2 separate regions of the Gasterosteus aculeatus genome follow, and region 2 is linked to region 1. Evidence: chromatin contacts called from public Hi-C data. All regions are on one chromosome and are shown on one strand. Each heading gives the region's core, a stretch centred on a gene start, on an enhancer-like site or on the middle of the called end of the contact. The rest is flanking DNA. Distances are from core to core; before and after follow the strand shown. Region 1 overlaps mical2b (microtubule associated monooxygenase, calponin and LIM domain containing 2b). Region 2 holds the start of mical2b (microtubule associated monooxygenase, calponin and LIM domain containing 2b).

Region 1 (2,656 bases), core at 47-2,546:
TTCGAGGTTCAGAGGGTTGAGCTTTACGTATTCACTAAATCTCATAAAGATCACTTTTACAAAGGAGACTTTAGAAATCAGAACATTTATTTCAAATCATTATTGGACACTCTTAACTGATCATGAGTGTATCAAAGTTTTTATTTATTAGCTAGATGTTAAATATCTTGGCAGCTTAAGGGTGCTGCAGTCATGGCAGTAATTTGTGAATTATAACACCCCTTTTCAGTTTTTCCTTGCTCAGATATCATTTGACGAATAGACAATGGTTTATTTGGTTTCTGTAGAACGCTCCACTTTTAAGACGTTCGTGATTCAACCTGACACTCAATCCTTGCAATGGATTTCATTTCAATGACCTACTTTCTCCAGTCTGCTGGCTCGCTGCTGAGAAAGCAATTAAAAGTATCAGAGTATTCGGTTGGAGTGACATCACTTCTTTAAGGAGGGGCCGTGTGAACTTGTTGTGTTAATCCTCCGTCAAGGCGGGGAGCTGTGATTCCACACCCACTGTATGATCCCTTCTTGTAGAGACAGGATGTATGCGTGGTCGGTGCGCTGTTTTGCAAGTCACAAGTGAACACAGGCAAATGCCGGGTTAGGTGGAACCTTTGCTTACCACGCCCAAACCCCGAAGATGGCATTTTCTGACATGCACACACAAAGAGGATTTTCAGTCAAAAAATACCAGCACCATAAGCAGCAGTGCATTGTGTAGATTCAGGAGATAATTCCCTGTTGCTTTATCGCCACAAGCAACCTTTTTCATGTTTTTGACTTGGTTATTATAAAACATAAAACACATGACAAGTTGTAAATGTTTTCTGCTCTAAGCCATCAAAGCCTCATGTATGTAGTCTTCTTATTGTCGCATCAGGAAGTAGATGTGTGGTGGCAGCAAGGCAGCAAATAACTCTTTAATTCTACTAGTCTTTGTTTGTCTTTAACTCTACATCAACCCAGTGGTGAACTGATGAAAAAAATAGATCTTTAATATCAGATGCAGCATTTCCTTCTGCACTGGGAACAAAGATGATGTTCCACGGCTGCTAACCTCCATCTGCTCTGGTTCTTCCTCAGCGACTATGACTCTCTGAACGAGGACGACGTGGCGGCGAACAACCAGCTGGCGTTTGACCTGGCAGAGCGGGAGTTTGGCATTCAGCCGATGACGAGGGGGAAGGAGATGGCTGCGGTGGCCGAGCCGGACAAGCTGCTGATGGTTCTCTACCTTTCCAAATTCTACGAGGCCTTCAGGAACTCCCCAGGAAACATCAACGAAAATGGTAAGGCTCCTCCCTACTTCTGTCACAGACGATCAAAACAGTGCCCAACAATTCACCATGTTGGCTGCTGCAGAGTTCTTAAAGGGCCAGTTCATCCCAAATAAAAAAGCAAGTGCTTTTTATCTCACTTTTCACACGATTTGTCAATGTAGATTGTTTCAGGCTGAGTTGCAGAGTTTTGGAGGTGTTAACCATTATTTTTTTGCTATATTACTTTTTTTGGTGAACTGTCCCTTTATCATAATAGGGATTACATGAGGAGTTAAACAATAGTGTAAATTACATTGTAAAGTCCAAAGCTTTTTTGTAGAAGTGGCAGATTTGATAATCATAGTGGAGTTAGCGACAATGTGGTTTCTGACATGAAACCCTTTCTCAGTAGCTAAATGTAGTGAATGCTAACCAGAGACTATGTTGATCTATTCAGCGGCTTTAAGTCCTTTCTGACTTATTAGAAAAGGCTGACCATGCAGTGTGGTTGGAAATTTTGAATGGGTCAAAAAAACATGGGGCATTTTATGTCCTATGTTAAACAGATTAGATTGTTATTTTACCTAGCAGACTAAATTTACCTAAAATCAAGGTATTTCCTTGAACATTACCACAGTTTGATAAAAGAAATGACTAGTTTGCAAAATATGCAACCCTTGCTGTCCGAACAGGATCTCTGTTTCTTTGCACGTTACACAACCATGGTCAGGTCTGCCCCCCCTCGAGAGCCGTGACTGGTATGCGCGCTATGTCTGAGGAAACCATATCCAGTTGCTGTGCGTGACTCTGGAGGCCCTCAGCTGGTCTCGATGGCGTCAGCCATGTTTCACCTTGTTGTGCTTTAACATGCACACCGTGAGCCAGTTGCACAGTCCGTCTAGTGGAAACTTACTTGCAGACATGGTTTGGCCGTATCAGGTCAGCTGATGTCATCACTGTGTCCCATTTTGCCACAATGTGCGTTTGATGGTGTGAGTTGTTGTGCAAAGCGACTCCAGTGGGTTTTGGTTCATTAATAAATTGGTTAATAATGTTTTTCATTGTGGCCTGATGTTGAATTGGGTTGATGTGCGAGTATGATGAAGGCGACCGTTGTTTTGTTTTCTGAAAAAATTGAATCCAGATGGAAATAGGTTAAGAAGAGTCTTAGAATTTATTTTATTGTATTTGTTTTCTTGGGCACAAATGTTAAGTAACCCAACGAGGAACCTTCCCTTTCATCTCACAGGGCTTCATTAGATATAAGCAATACAAGTAAATCTGAGAAACTTTGAAACATACTCAACGTAATACAGAAGTCTCTATTAGTCTCTATCTATTGACCCACAAAAGTAAACAAACATCTGCTCAAAGATGGGTTTCTATAAAATTATTTTCCA
Region 2 (2,656 bases), core at 48-2,547, 34 kb before region 1:
TTTTGACCCTGATGTGGCGTAGGGGGCGGGGCATCAACTGGGAGGGGTGTGAAGAATGAAAAAAAGAAAAAAAGATTTTATAAAAAAAAAAAAATGAAACAGTCAAAACTATGATCCACCCAAAAATACATGCTCTGGGGATCAGGTTGAGGACTCTAAATTTCCCGTAGGTGTGTGAGTGTGAATGGTTGTATGTCTCTGTGTTAGCCCTGCGATTGGCTGGCGACCGATCCAGGGTGTACCCAGTCTCTCGCCCGAAGTTGGCTGCGATAGACTCCAGACATATATGTTGTAGAATACAGGATCGAAGTGCACATGCGCAACATGGATTTTTCGCTTGTCTGCAGTGAATGGACAGTAAAACTGCACCTGTCATTGTAACTAAACAATGGAATAACACACATATTGCATCTATAATTCTAAGAATGAACAGTAAAAATACAAATACAAGTTTATTAAATACAATTATTTAATAAACATTTTTATGTTTGAATTTTTGCAGGTAGGCAGTGACTGCACGTCACTGGCACCACATGTGGCTGAGGAACCCAGTGACAAAAGCCATCAACCAAGAATATGTATTTCTATTCCAAATCCTGGTATGAAAATTTATACTGACACATTTCGTATCTACTTGTCTGTGACATTAATACTAACCCATGAAAAGTGATTTAACCATCAAAATACGCACAAGGTGACGCTATGGCTTCGATGTCTGATTTTTAAGGAGCGATGGGATGTGCAGTTTTTCTTAATTCAGGCACCGGCTGTGTCAAGTTACCCAAACAAGCAGTAGCGGACATGAAGCAAATGTACTTTCAAAATAAAATGTGTTTAAAAACTATACTTACATTGGACCGAAATAAAGGTGTGATTACATTCTTTTATTTTTTATTCATGTTTTAGTAGAGAATTTGGAGGAGCTTGATTTACACAGTCATCCGAATCTTCATAATGATGAGACATTAATTATTTTTAAGGGTGTCTCATCTGTTTGGAAAACCCTTTCTGAACAGGTATCTAAACGATTAAATGTTGATTTTCTGGCCCTACATAGCATGTGAAGAAATGTTTCCGCCTTGCAGTAATATTCACGAACTAGTTGCTAAAATGATTTTTTAGTTGATAGTCAGTCCTGATGCAGTGTGATGCATGGACCTACGGGTGAATAGACAGCAACGCCTACCTATCTGTTCTACTGCACCACTTGGCTAGTCATTACTGGAAGGTTTATTCTAGAAAAACACCAACCGGAAGTGTACTCCCTACGCGCGGTGGGATTTGATGCTAATCTACACCGGGAGAGGGGGGTAGGAGACACACGGCGGCTATCATGTGAGGAACAGGTCGCTGGAGTGAACCACCGCGCCCGCAGTAGCGCGTTAACTAACCTGTGAGTGTTTAGGACCTCCACTAACGACACTGAGGATATAACCCGGAGAACTCCAGCGGAACTGCTGCTCGATTCGCCCCCCCCCGTTCCCCCGTTGACTCACCGGTGTGAGCAGCTGACAGCCGCACTTTCCTCCCCGAGCGTGAGTATCCGACTGTGCGCCTATCGGGAATGTTGAAATGCTTCATATCTGACATTGGTCTCACGACGCCAAGGAAACGATTAATTTAGTTACGCGGTGCGAACTTCGGGCGTTTTTTTACGTGGAATTTCAAGTGCCTCTGAAATATTAATCCTCCCAGCTGTAACTCTATAGACGGTGGAGGTGCAACAGGTGACGTGTGCAAGGCCTGGCTCAAAGGTTTAGCGGCAATGGTGCTCCAAATCTGTTGTAATCTATGATGGAAATTAGTCAAATAACATACGTGAACCTGCTGTAATGAAGTTCCACCAATGCATTGAAGAGCTACTTTGAATCACTTTTACACATCAGATACAAATATTAAAATATATTTAGCTCGATTGATTACTCAAACAAGTTAAACTTTTGGTAGAAAGGAGGACACTGAAGAGGGGGTGAGTGTGCCGAGAAGCCCCAGTGTCACAGTGGACAGGCTCAACAACAAAACTTTCAGGTTCACATTTGTTTTTCAAATTAACAGAACTTTTCACCTGGATTTGGCTCCATACACGACCATGGGGACCTGAAACCTAGTCAGACTAGTGTGATATAGAAATTGGGCACCTGGTCACACACACGCACACACACACCGAGCAAGTTTGCATGGCTCCTTCTACATGGATTATGAATTTGAGGTAAATTGGCATCAGGAAAAGCCATTGTTTCAAGTAGCTTATTTTTGCTGAGTTCCAAGTGCTGGTTAGAAGCAGTTTGGTCAGCATAAGGGGCGAAGAGGTTGAAGACTTGGGCAAATCCTTGAATGCTGCTTCTAAACAGAGGTTATTGCAGGAAAATAAGCTTGTTGTCTACTTACAGCTGCTGAGCAAATGGGGGCGACTGTGGGTGAGTGGGGAGCACGGTCGTCCTCCAATCAGAGGGTTGTGGGTTCAATCCCAGGCCCGGCTAACCCGCATGTCGTTGTGTCCTTGGGCAAGACACTTAACCCAACATTGCTCCTGTAGCTGCGACTACAGCGTGTGAATGGTAGTTACTCATGGCAGGTGTCACTGTGTATGGTTCTCCTGTCATCAGTTTATGAATGGGTGTGAATGGGTGAATGATGTCATGTAGTGTTAAAGCGC

The links. A called contact is a pair of places that touch in the nucleus more often than the background predicts.
Region 2: a Hi-C map of tail fin shows a contact between it and region 1, with 2.9 times the contacts expected there. The contact joins the promoter of mical2b here to the enhancer-like site in region 1. A contact is called at or near these places in 3 of 6 Hi-C or Micro-C datasets (skeletal muscle, tail fin and whole body).

The regions. Positions count from the first base shown.
Region 1 is chrX:4,992,496-4,995,151 of fGasAcu3.hap1.1, reverse strand. mical2b (microtubule associated monooxygenase, calponin and LIM domain containing 2b) reads left to right here. Exons shown (of 31, transcript XM_040162601.2): 13 at 1,081-1,286. Among protein-coding and RNA genes, the nearest start is that of parvaa, 20 kb to the right of the region's middle. Within about 2 kb of position 1,296, at least 2 of the 9 cell types and tissues checked have open chromatin away from gene starts, as enhancers often do.
Region 2 is chrX:5,026,277-5,028,932 of fGasAcu3.hap1.1, reverse strand. It overlaps mical2b (microtubule associated monooxygenase, calponin and LIM domain containing 2b), which reads left to right and starts at 1,297. Exons shown (of 31, transcript XM_040162601.2): 1 at 1,297-1,535.